Regions from separate parts of the Sus scrofa genome. Here all the other regions are linked to region 3. Evidence: chromatin contacts called from public HiChIP or PLAC-seq data. All regions are on one chromosome and are shown on one strand. The core of a region is the stretch at or near the end of the contact, and the rest is flanking DNA. Distances in the headings are between cores, read along the strand shown.

What was found. HiChIP or PLAC-seq counts read pairs in DNA pulled down with a chosen protein or histone mark.
Region 1: an H3K27ac HiChIP or PLAC-seq map of alveolar macrophages shows a contact between it and region 3. The contact joins the promoter of MPP2 here to the promoter of TMUB2 in region 3. A contact is called at or near these places in 1 of 47 Hi-C or Micro-C datasets (heart right ventricle) and 1 of 2 datasets of contacts at active chromatin or transcription factors (alveolar macrophages).
Region 2: an H3K27ac HiChIP or PLAC-seq map of alveolar macrophages shows a contact between it and region 3. The contact joins the promoter of TMEM101 here to the promoter of TMUB2 in region 3. A contact is called at or near these places in 3 of 5 promoter capture datasets (fetal liver, fetal skeletal muscle and liver), 3 of 47 Hi-C or Micro-C datasets (alveolar macrophages, liver and skeletal muscle) and 1 of 2 datasets of contacts at active chromatin or transcription factors (alveolar macrophages).

Annotation. Positions count from the first base shown.
Region 1 is chr12:19,237,138-19,241,379 of Sscrofa11.1, reverse strand. It overlaps MPP2 (MAGUK p55 subfamily member 2), which reads right to left and starts at 1,823. Exons shown (of 13, transcript XM_021066901.1): 1 at 1,678-1,823.
Region 2 is chr12:19,163,424-19,167,318 of Sscrofa11.1, reverse strand. TMEM101 (transmembrane protein 101) reads right to left here and starts at 1,686. Exons shown (of 4, transcript NM_001244685.1): 1 at 1,544-1,686; 2 at 1,042-1,222; 3 at 56-202. The coding sequence starts at 1,680.
Region 3 is chr12:19,022,433-19,026,758 of Sscrofa11.1, reverse strand. TMUB2 (transmembrane and ubiquitin-like domain-containing protein 2) reads left to right here and starts at 2,534. Exons shown (of 3, transcript XM_021066887.1): 1 at 2,534-2,676.

The DNA.
Region 1 (4,242 bases), core at 574-3,073, 220 kb before region 3:
TACCTGATTTTAATAAAATCCTCTTTACTCTCATCCGCCACCCAGGCCTGAGCTGGTCATCTGAGCTTAGAAAGTAGAAATTACAAAGGTGAAAGGATGGCTCCCCTTCCTGCTGGGTCTGCCTCCTCAGGACAAGGAGGAAAGAAGCTTCGGAGAGGAAGGGCACCCCCCCCCCGTCAGGCTGGCACCCAGGCTGGAGCAGTGCCCAGGATCCACTGTGCCAGGTAGTGCCCCGGATGCCAACTCCTGTTGTCCCTATTCCTAGAGAGCGTCGCGGAGGGATCCCTTCCTCCCCCCTCTCAGGTTCTGAGGACCTGGAACCTAGAGCCTTCTCCTGGCTGGCGCTACTCTCTCTGACAGTTACTGGCAAAGAGAATTCCAGATGTCCTCCTTCCCCAGAGGTTGGAGAATGGGAAGGGGCAGGGAGGTCCTGTCCCCAGAAGTCTTGCCCAGCCAGCCTGGGTTTTCTCCCTGGGGAGTCGGTTCCCACGACATAGGCTAGCTCTGCCCCACCCCCACCCAAGCCTTGAAGAAGGCGGGGTCCGGCTGTGCCCACAGGAGAACAGAAGTGCCAGGCAAGCCAGCCTGGCTCCGAGCCAAGGTCAGGAGCCCAGGCATCTGGGAACCCGCAACTCGGCTTCCTGAAGCCTGAGCCCTGTGCCCCCTCACCCCTACCTCCAGGCTCTCCACTTCGTTCAGGGTTGCTAGATGATGCGGGCCCACCGGGAAAGGGGGAGGTTTCCTCCAAGCTCCATCAACACACGTACAAAGAGATGTAGAGAAGAAAGGTCTGACAAAGGCGCTTTGCAGACCGACAGGTCGTGGGGAGGCGTAGACAGACTGAGGGATGGGGGCCTAAGTGGTCGCGGGGGCCAGCATGCACTGAGAATCAGAGCGCCCCGGCCCAGGGTCCAGCACTAACACGTTGGGCGCTAGGACCTAGAGGGAGGGGGTGTGTTGCGAGCCATCAAAGAAGGCTCTTTGCTTGAGCGCCCGCTGGAGACCAGGGATGAGGTCACTGCATGGCTGCCCCCACCCCGCCCCGTCCTCACTCTCCCCCGGCCCCCGCCCCAGTTGACCTAACTTTCCTGGCCCTGGCTCCTCGGTCCTGGCACCGATCCCTTCCCAGGTCCCCAGATCTTAGCCTTGGCCCCGCCCCAGACCCGCCCCCTCTACAACCTGAGAGGCGGAAGCAGCAGCACACCCCCTTCCCAGGACCCCCTCCCAGGAAGGATTGAGGTGTTGGTCTCCTAAGGTGGCCGGGGAGCCACGGGGACCCACATAATCTCTGTCTTGCGCCCCCACCCCTGGAAGAGCTAACAGCGCGATTCTTACGTAATGCCTGGCTCTGAAGTCCCCAGAATCCGCACAGCCCCTGGAGAGGCCGCACGGACACCAGCGCCCCGAACAGCTCACCCGCTCTGTGCCTGACGTCACTTTGGAGCCCTCACCGCGGGGGCGGGGATGGGCAGCGTCAGTGGGCAGCGGGGTTTGGTCTCTCTCTAGACGGACCCTAGAAAAGGGGGTGGGGGCGGTTGGTGGAGATGCAGGCGATGGCCCTGAGCATAGAGACCAAGGGAGATGAGATGCGGAGAAAGGGCCCTAGGTGCTGCGCCAGAACGAAGAGGAGACAGGGCCCTGGGATGGGTGCTGTCCTGGGGCCGAGGGGGCGCCTACCTGAGCCCCTGGAGGCCCCTAGCTCGGGGTGGCTCCAGCACAGCCCGGCGCTCCGCGTTTATTGCTTGTCAATCGCTACCCCGGCTCTTAAAGCGGCGAGGCCTCCAGTGAGCGAGGGGGCGGAGACCGAGACTGGAGAGAAGGGGAGGCGGGTATAGACGCAGTGGGACGACCTGGAGGTAAGCAGGCTTTTCAAGCAGCTAGTGGGTGGGCGGGGAAGTGGTGGTTTGGGAGACACTGCACAGATCACGACCACCCACCCCAACACACACGCGCTTCCCACTCAAGAAAGCAAAGACTGGGACCTGTAGCCACTAGCATCCCTCGACTCACAGCAATCCCTTAAAAGGGCGATGCTGAAAGATTACCCGCCCCTTCTCTCAGCTTAGATCCGAGGACCAGTCCCCGGGGTGCCTCGGCTTTCCTCATTATCCAGTTTCCCAATGAGAAAAGGGAAAAGGAGGAGTTTAGGGAGACCCCCAAGTAGCAAAAGACCCACTCCCATAGGGCCTCCGTCCCACGGGCAGCTTTTAAGGACTCAGCGGTGAATGCCTGGATCCCAGAATCTCTAGGCGAATTTGCAAAAAAAGAAAAGAAAGAAAAAAAGGGGGGGTGTCCTCACGAAAAGGTTGAAGACTCTATTTGAAGACTGGAAGGGAGAGCTTATCTATACTCCTGTCTATGGAGCGCAGAACGAAGGCACTCGCTATCCCTCAGAGTACCATTTCAAGAAATGAAAAAAATTTTTAAACCTTGTTGCACGTGCAGCCGAAGATCTGAGCATAGAAGAGATACTGCTACGGCTTCGGAATACTGACGACTCAGACAGGAGACCACCCTTCACTAAGTGCGAAGAGACTTCGGGGCCAGCGGTGATATTACTCTGGCTGCGGTGCCCCACCCCAGCCCTTCCAGTTGCGCTCTAGAATATGCAGGGCTCCTAAGATCAGGAAAGGACAGCATCCTGCAAACTTGCTTGGAAATCTCAGAAATGGGTTTGACTGGGAAATTCATCCTGGAAGCAGGGGATTGGTCCCCGGGTCTCAGGACACTCAGCGAGCCCCAGAGCTCCAGAGAGCATAGGTTTGGGTAGAGGTAAGGGGGAAAGCCACAGAACAAAGCCAAACTACTGAAAGCCCTGATATTTTGCAATGCTCGCCCACCTCTTACTGAAGAAAGTTAGTTAGCAACCCCAGATGGCAGAGGCTGGAAATGCAGGCTTCCATAACCTCCCAAAGAGGCTTGTTCCAGCACAGCTTCCAGCCCTCTTCTCTGCCTTCAAGCCAGAAGATCTTCCTAATTCAACTTCAGATTTCCCCTTCCCACTATGAGCATTACCCTCCACTCTCACCTGTCCACCTCTGGGCAGTGAATCACTTGGCCATTTGCATTTGGTTGGGAAGTGGAAAGATCTTGAATCATTGCAAAGTATTAATTACTTTTCTCAATCAGGCAACTATTATCCCATAGCAACCCACAGCAGACTCAATTTCAATCAAGATCCCCAAGACAAGATGGGAGCCCAGATTTTGGCCCACTAGAAACGTGGAGCCCAATTCATTACTCTTACAAGTTGGCTTTCTCTTTAGTCAGTCAACAGGCATCTCTCCAAAAGGACCTTATAGAATGCCCGTCCCTTGCATGTGTTCAGGACCTTACAACTGACAAATTGCTTGATCCTCACAATAAGCCCATGAGGTTACAGAGAAGAGAGAAACATTTCCCGATGCAGAGTAGGATGCTCTTATTCTGTTCCAGATAGGGTGCCTGCTTCAGTGATACTGAGTCAGATACCAGCTTTGGTGCCAGCTTCAGTGATTCCTAAAGGTTGAGGTCCAGGAGTGGAGGTGTCAGACACAAAAAGTACTTTCTGGTAGTATAACTGAATGTCATAACTGAAGTGCAGCAAAAGTGCTAAGCAGGACCCCAAAGGAACGAGGGTGCTACAGGTGGGAAACAGAGTAACTGGGACAGGAAGCAGATTTGAGGGATCCACAATGCAGCCCATGGAAGTTAGGGACTGTCCCTTCGGCAGGTAGGATGGGGCAGTGGGGGGAGAAAGGGGGAGTGAGAGAGAGTGAGGGGGAGAGTTCTTTCCCTTTGGGGTCTGTAATTAACCCTGTCTTCCTCCCTGCCTCTGCCCCAGAGGTTACAATGGTGCAGGCAGTGTCTCTACTTCCTCTAAAAATCAAGATTTTCCAGGAGTTCCGGTCTGGTGCAGTGGAAACGAATCCGACTAGGAACCATGAGGTTTCGGGTTCAATCCCTGGCCTTGCTCGGTGGGTTAAGGATCTGGCACTACAGTGAGCTGGTTGCAGTCTGGCATAGCTGTCGTGTAGGCCAACAGCTGTAACTCCGATTAAATTAGACCCCTAGCATGGGAACCTCCATATGATACGGGTGCTGCCCTAAAAAGCAAGAAAAGAAAAAAAATCCAAGGCTTTGGGATTCAGGGCACAGAAAGAAATAAAACTGGTGTGAATTTTCAGCAGAACCGGCACTGTATGGAGTGATATTGAACTTCCAGTGCTGACCAGAAGGGGCCGCCAACAGCTACTCTGAGTC
Region 2 (3,895 bases), core at 437-2,936, 140 kb before region 3:
CAGGCTCACAGCTCACTCCGTCAAGCATCTCCAGTCAACCGTTCCCCCAACCTACCACGCAGATGAGGTAGATGCCCAGGAAGACCTGGCCGGTGGACTGAAGGGAACGGCTGCGGGGTTTCCGACGGTACAGCTCCCCGGCGCCGCTGGCCAGCACAAGAAAGCCGCCGATGATGGCAACTGTGCGCGAGTACATGCGGACCTAGGCCGAGGCGAGGGGACCCCAGTCAGGAACTGAAGCCACCACAGGTCTGCTGGCTGCCCGCAGCGCAGAACTGCCTGCCCATCTCGAAGCATCCCACTCCACGTGATGAACCCTCTTAGCATTTCCAAGTGTGGTGGGCAGGTAGAGCAGAGATAGATAACTCTTTTTATCAGAAGTGAAAAGTGAGGCCCTGAAGGGTTAATAAAGTCGTCCAAGGTCCTACACAAAGTAAGCGGCAGAACCCAGATGCCAAGCATTGCCCCCCCTCCCCACCCCAGTTCTGCTCCCTTGAATCCCAGTGTTCTTTCTGGTGTACAGTATAGTCTGTTCCACAAAGTAACCACTGATCTCACTGTCCTGCAGCTATTCACACATCTGCCTCCCCTACTGGACTGACAGTCCATTCCTTGAGGGTAGTGCCTTAGTCCAGGCTTTTCTCCAAGCATGTAGTGCCTAGCACAGGTTCTGGCATTTACAGGCTTAAATGCTGCCCTAGGATTAATTAAATTTCATAAAATCAGATGGTCAGATCAGATATTTCAAAGGTCCTTTTTGTCCTATGAGTCTGAGATAACAGACTACATCCTAAACCAAGGATTTAAATGTAAATGTAATGCCAACTGTGGTGTAACTTTGGGAAAGTCTGTTTCCCACCTCTGGACCTCAGTTTCCACACTTTGAAAGGCAGGCTTGTGTGGTCTCTAAATCCTTCTGTTCTGCGATCTGTGATAATCTCTACAAGCCTGGGGTTCCGCCTTCTCAGGCTTCACCCAACTGTGCCGGGCACTGGCTCCTCGTCATCCCAGCGAGGTCCCATCTAGGGCCGAGGTGCTCACCTTCAGCCAGTCCCCGTAGTGGACGTAGCCCCCGATGTAGGCGGCGTAGGTGCTAACGGCCAGCTGGAGTGCGGCTCCCAGCGCGAACCAGCGCCGCTTCACTCCAAAGGACATGAAGCTAGCGCACAGCACGGCCGCCCCCATGTCGAAGTACAGGTAGGGCACTGGGATGTCGGGCTTCCTGTGAGCCGGGAGGTGGGAAGGAACAAGGACAGAATGAAGCAAAGAATGAAGCGGGAAGAGCCTCGGGACACCCTGAGCTCCCGCAAGCTCCACTGCTTCCCCAAACCAGAGCCCCCCTCATGGCTAGGACCCCGCACTACCCTCGCTACCCACCTTGCTCCAGACCAGAGTCCCTAACAAGTTTGAGGCCCCAAATCCCCCCCAGTACAAGCGTCCCAACTTTCTGGGCCCCGACTTCTTCCCCACCTCACCGCACCCCCGTTCCTGAGACGGGCCGGACAGCCCCCACCACGTTCAGCGACCGCGCGGAGCCGCTCACCGGCGCGCCTCGGCCCTCTCAGCGTACAGCATGAGCTGGCTGAAGCAGCCCCAGAAGGGGCAGCGTGTGAGCAACACGGAACCCAGCTGCATGATCAGCTGCAGCATCCACCGTCGCGAACCCATCTTCGACGCCATCTTGAAGAAGGGCAGTCCGCCGCGGCCTCACCCCGGCCAGGGAGGTGGGTGAGGGCAATGCAACGCGCAACTTCCGGGCCTCGCGAGGGTTTTTTTTCCCCTTCCGTCGGGAAACAAAGCTCTCTTTCTCTAGTTCTGGACCGAGGGAAGTGTTCTAGCTGCGGGGTTCAGCCTTAACTTCTGCCCACTGAGGCTTAAGGGCCCCTTCGTGTAGCTGTAAAATTGAAAATTAGAGTAGAAAAAGGAACAGTAAACGAACTAACTTTTGAATGCATCTAAACCTGGGCTCCAACCCTATCGCCTTACACTTCACAAGATATATCTGGGAAAGGGGGACAGTGCTGGTCCTAGCACATGGCGGGTTCAATAGTGTACACACACACACACAACCCCCACACCAGAGGAAACCCTCTGCTTCTGCTTAAGTTCAAAGTAGGAGGGTCTTCTAAGAGCCACTCCTGAGAAGTCTGGCCCTGGTCTGCACTTCTGCTGTCCCCTGAGAGAAGAGAGCGCGCTGATGTGGACATGAGACATCTCAATCAGTGTGTTTTTCTCCAGCTCGGTGCTCCCACTCTAGCCCAAACCACCACCTTTTGTCAGTTTAACTGCAGTAGGCTTCCACCGGTCTTCCCCACTTCTTTGTTTTCAGCTCCTCGGTGTTTTGCTTTTTCTTTTTTCCTCTTTCTAGGGCCACACCCAGCAGCATACGGAATTTCCTGGGCCAGGGGTGCTGCGCCCGCTTTTGCAGAAACACCAGGTCCTTAACCTACTAGGCCACAGGGGGAACGCCTCGGCTCGCCCATTTTATGTTCTCATAACCATCAGGCACCCTTCCTTTGATTCACTTGATATATTGGCAATTATATACTTGTGATTTTTTTGTTTGTTAATGACTAGATTAACACTAGATTGTGAGCTCCATGAGGGCAAGGATAACATCTCCTTTTTTTACTATTATATCCTCAGGGCCTAGGAAGATGCATTCATGAATTGTGTGCTGCATAGATAAATAAACACAAGGTGTTACCACTACGTTTTGTCTCAGTAATTATGTGTTGAATAAATAAGCAAAAGTTCTGGGCACTCTGGGATTGCCACCACAACGCTACCCCTACCTATCTTCCTCCACCCCCACCCTGCAACATATAAATTCATCTTCTAATACTGAAGTTAAGACTACAAGTACTTCCATTAGGCCTTTTAATTTGGGAAATCTGTTTCCATTTCCCTGGGGGTAGTGAAGGGAAGAGGGCTGGTGTCCAAATAACATTTCTGACAATGTGAATTTAAAATTCACCATCATGGGAGTTCCTGCTGTGGCACGGTGGGTTAAACTCAGGCATTGCCACAGCTGTGATGCAGGTCACAGCTTCGGCTTGGATTTGATCCCTGGCCCAAAGAACTTCCAAGGGTGCAGCCAAAAAAGAAAAAAAAAAAAAAATATATATATATATATATAATTTATATGTAACATATAAACTATTATATCATGAAACTATATTTATATTTGCTTGTGTTCTAATTATATGATCATATTATGATTTTATTGTATGTTATATTTATATTTATATTAATATAACATAAAATAAAGTTTCCAATCAGCCAGTGAAAGCTAGACAACAAAACACCTTTTCACATCTAGTTTTCTTACAGTCACTAGAATACGGGATTCCCTTGTGGCTCAGCAGGTTAAAGACCCAGTGTTGTCCTGCTGCAGTGACACAAGTTCGATCCCTGACTCAGAAACTTCCATTTGCCACAGGTACTACCGAAACAAAACAAAACAAACTCACTAGGATGCCTGGGTATATCAGAAAGAATGCTGAGAAAGAGATCTACCCATGCAGAAAGCTAGGGAATGAGAGTGTGTGATCGCTGGGATTGGGGTCGGGATAGGAGTGGGAAATCTCCAGGCACTGAGAATGAAAAGACTGGGTTAAAAGTCGTTTTGCCTACTTCCTCCCTCCACCCCCCCCCCCAGGGACAACCACATAAGACAAGTTTTTTCACCAAAATACAGGCACATAGTGCAGAATCAACTTTCCAGTTGGTTTTCTTTTTCTAATCTCCTCACCCATCCCCAATTCAAATGCAACAAGATACACAGCCCTCAAGAAGGAGCTAAGGTGCTGAGACCTGGGATAGTTTATGTCCACAAAATAGTTCCAGGAACAATACCCTTACCTCACCCCAGCCCCATCATAATTTTTCTGAT
Region 3 (4,326 bases), core at 1,285-3,784:
CCATGGGCGCAGCCAAAAAAAGCCTCCCCAAAACAAAAAGGGATGTGTGTACATGTATAACTAAATCACTCTGTTGTACAGCAGGAATGATCACAACATTGTACATCAACTATACTTCAACAAGAGAGTTCCTGCTGTGGTGCAGTGGAAACGAATCCAACTAGTTTCCTTGAGGACTCGGGTCCGATCCCTGGCCTCGTTCAGTGGGTAAAGGATCTGGCATTTCCATAAGCTGTGGTGTAGGTTGCAGACTGGGCTCGGATCCCGAGTTGCTGGAGCTGTGGTGTAGGTCGCAGATGAGGCTTGGATCCAGCGTTGTTTTGGCTGTGGCATAGGCTGGCAGCTACAGGTCTGATTCTACCCCTAGCCTGGGAACCTCCATATGCCACAAACAAAAAAAAGAGCTACTTGATAGGTCTTAATGAGATAATGTATGTGAAGTGCCAAGCACAGTGCCTGGCACATAATAAACTCTCAAAAGCATTACTAATGGTTCAACTCAGAGCTTTTTTTTTTTTTTTTGGTCTTTTTAGGGCCGCATCTTCATCATATGGAGGTTCCCAGGCTAGGGGTGGAATTGGAGCTGTTGCTGCCAGCCTACACCGCAGCCACAGCAACTTGGGATCCAGGCATCGTATGCAACATTTACCACAGCTCATGGCAACGCTGGATCCTTAACCCACTGAGCAAGGCCAGGGATCATGAATACTATCAGATTCGTTTCTGCTGAGCCATGGTGGGAAGTCCAACTCAGTGCTCAAATATTCATTGAGAGCCCCTGAAACTGCTCTTCTCTCTGTTTGGAAATTTGCTTGGTAAATCTGTACTCATTCTTGAAAATTTTCTTTAACTGAGCCTGATGCCCTGCTCTCTCTCGTGTTCATCAAAATAAAAATACCAAACTTGGAGTTCCTACTGTATTGCAATGGGATTGGCAGTGTCTCTGCAGCACTGGGACACAGGTTTGATCCCCAGCCTGGCACAGTGGGTTAAGGGTCTGGCACTGCCACAGCTGTGGTGAAGGTGGAGATTTTGGCTTGGATCTCATCTCTGGCCTGGGAACTCCATCTACCAGGGGGCAGTCAAAAAAAAAAAAAAAAAAAAAAAGAAAGAAAGAAAAAGAAAGAAAGAAAACTACACTTTAAACCCAAAAGGCACATTTATGCAGAAATTAAAACTGCACCATTTATTTCACAAACACAATGTTAATCAAAAGAAGTCAGACAAAAGAATTGAAAGCAGGGGATCAAACCCACAACCTCATGGTTCCTAGTTGGTTTGTTTCCGCTCCAATAGTGACTTCTCTTTGGAAGATAGTGGCTGGAAGAGGACTGAAGGGAGGTTTTGGGGTATCTTTTTATTTCTTAAGACCTGGTTCCCCTGGTCTGTTCTGTGGTGAAAACTATTGAGCTTTTCGCTTTTTAGCTTGACCATCTGCATTATTTATACTTCTTCAATCCATAGTTCACCAGAGTAGTTCCCTTCGTGGCTCAGTGGTTAATGAACACGACTAGTATCCATGAGGAAGCCAGTTCGATCCCTGGTCTTTCGCAGTGGGTTAAGGACCCTGTGTTGCCAGGAGCTGTGGTGTAGGTCGCAGATGAGGCTCAGATCCTGGGATCCTGGGTCTGTGGTATAGGCCACAGCTACAGCTCCAATTCCACCCCTAGTGCCTGGGAACCTCCGTATGCCACGAAGGTGGCCCTAAAAACAAAACAAAACAACAACAAAAGATAACACTTATGGAGTTCCCATCCTGGAGCATTGGAAACAAATCCGACTAGCAACCCAGAGGTTGCAGGTTCGATCCCTGGCATCACTCAGTGGGTTAAGGATCTGTTGTTCCTGTGAATTGTGGTGTAGGTCACATAGGCAGCTCCGGAAAACAGCAAAAACCACAGAACCTCTTTAGAACAAAATTTAATTGCAAAAATCCAGATAAATTCTTGTAAATTAAACCTGTCTTTTTGGGGGCTCTTGCCATTCCTGTACCCCAAGCCTAGAAAAAAAATCAGTGCCTTCTTTGAAATGCTTTCTCACCTTATTTACCAAGGTGCCACACTATCTGGAGCCGCAATCTCGAAACACCGAATGGTTGGTTACTAAATCGTCTCCTCGCCTGGCTCCCGACTGAGCCCTGATTTGAACTCGTGGCGCTCAGAAAGACCAGTGCCTGCTGATTCCGCTAACCCAGAGCTCAGTGCGCGTTGTTGGACAGTAATAAGTCCAATCAGTCTGGGAAGTTGGGAGCAAGACCGGATAGAGAAAGCTGCGAAAGAGGAAAGGGTAGCTCTAGATTGCCCAGAGGTGCCATCCAGCTTTGACGTCCAGACGCGGAGCCACGCCCCTTACCCAAGCACCTCCCCTAATTCCCTCCAGGGCCCACTCCTCACCCCTAGCTCTTTAGGCCCCGCCCACCAGGCGTGGCTCGGCCCCGGGAGGGCCAGGATCCCGCCAACAACGACTCCGCCCCTCCTTCCGCCGAGAAACCTGTCCCTTTTATTTAAAGAATACGTTTACGTCAGCCCGCTTTACGTAGCTTTTCGTCATCAGTGCAAGGCGCAGAGGCGGAACTTCCTGTCTCTGGTTCTAACAGCTTCCGGGAGAAGCCGGAAGAGACTGGACCCTGAACAGAATTGGGGCTAGTCAGCCCCCTCCCCGATTCCCTAAAGAAAGGTGAGTCCATGGGCCGTCTTGACGAAGTCAAAACACTTAGTTTGGCCGTTTCAGGTGAGGACCTCCTTCCTTATCCAGGTGCGGTACCGGTCCAGTCCCCCTTTAATTTCCCATGTTCCCCCGCGTACTCAAGCCCCGCCCCCAGTTCCCCGGCCCCGCCCCGAAGTTTGAGGGGTGTGGATGGTTTGTGACCCCCTCACCCTCCCTTACCCCTCTTGGGCCGGAAGAACTGGGTCTGGGAACTGTGGCGGGGAATAGACAGCCTTTCGGCTCGGCTGGACCTACGGACCCCTCCCCAGCGTCGCGGGAATAGGACCGCCCAAACGCGGAGCCTTCGCTTCAGATAGGCAGGATCGGGGACCCTTCCTCACCGCGCCATCAAGGGTCGCTCACAGATTGAGGAGAGAGCAAAGGCCTCCGCCGAGGGAGACCTGGGGTCTTGCCCGGCCCCTCCCACAAAAGTTCCCTGTGCCTGTGCCAGTCGTGTTTGCCTCTATTCGCCGCAGTTTTCTTTTCTGTAAGTCAGGGTTAATGATATTAACCTTACCATCAGGGGTTAGTTGTGAGAGTGATAAATGATTGCTACTATTTGTTACTGAACAATTGCAATGTGCTGGGCACTGTGCTAAGTATTTTGCTTCGATGATCTCTCCTCATCTTCAAAACGACCTTATGAGGTAGGTACTATTTTTAATCCCATTTTACCGATGAGAACGCTGAGGCCCCGAGGAATTTAAGGTTACAGAGCTAGTAAGAGGCAAGACGGGGTTTGTAGTTTGGGTTTGTTTATTTGTTTTCTGACTCCAAGGCCCATGTACTATTGGAAATTATTCAGATGTTGATATATTCCACAGATATTCTTTGAGCAACTGCTATGGGATTATGTTGGGCTCTATGAGACACAGAAAAATACATGTGATCCTTGTCTTCCAGGAGTCTGGTAGAGAGATGGACAGGTAGATAAGTATAATGAAGTTTTATAGATGCTGTGAGAACAGGCTGGTAACGACAGTCATTAGATGGGATTTGCCCAGGGACAGCTATGAAAGCAGCAGATCTCAAAGGGAAAGAGTAGGGACTCCAAGGAGCAATAGAGATCCTTACTGCCTTTCTAAGACACTGCCAAGGGAGGAGGCCACCTTACAAGAAGAAAGATTGCAAAATGGATTGTGAGAGCCATTTGGAATCTTGTCCAAATTAGTTCCACGCAGGTAGCGGTTTTGTAGTTGTGAGCCTGTGGTAACCCAGGAGGGTGGTGTTTCTGTGTGTGTGTCCTGCTTCACTGCCAGGAGAATTTCAAGAGGAGGCAGACACAGTGTCTGCTGCATAGGGTCTAGTGATGGCCCCTACAGAGTTGTCCCTTTGAGGTGGTCTCACTTTGCTTTTTTTTCTTTTTTGGTTGCCCCAAGGCATATGGAGGAGTTCCCGAGCCAGGGCTCAGATCCCAGCCACAGTTGCCACCTACGCCGCAGCTATGGCAACACCGGATCCTTAACCACTGTTCCGGCCCAGTCGGCCCAGGGATCGAACCTACATCCTGGCACCGCAGAGACACTGCCGATCCTCTTGTGCCAGAGTGGGAACTCCTGGCTTTGCTTTTGATGATAGATTAATTTTCTTCGGCTCTTAACAGCTGGACCTAAATCCATG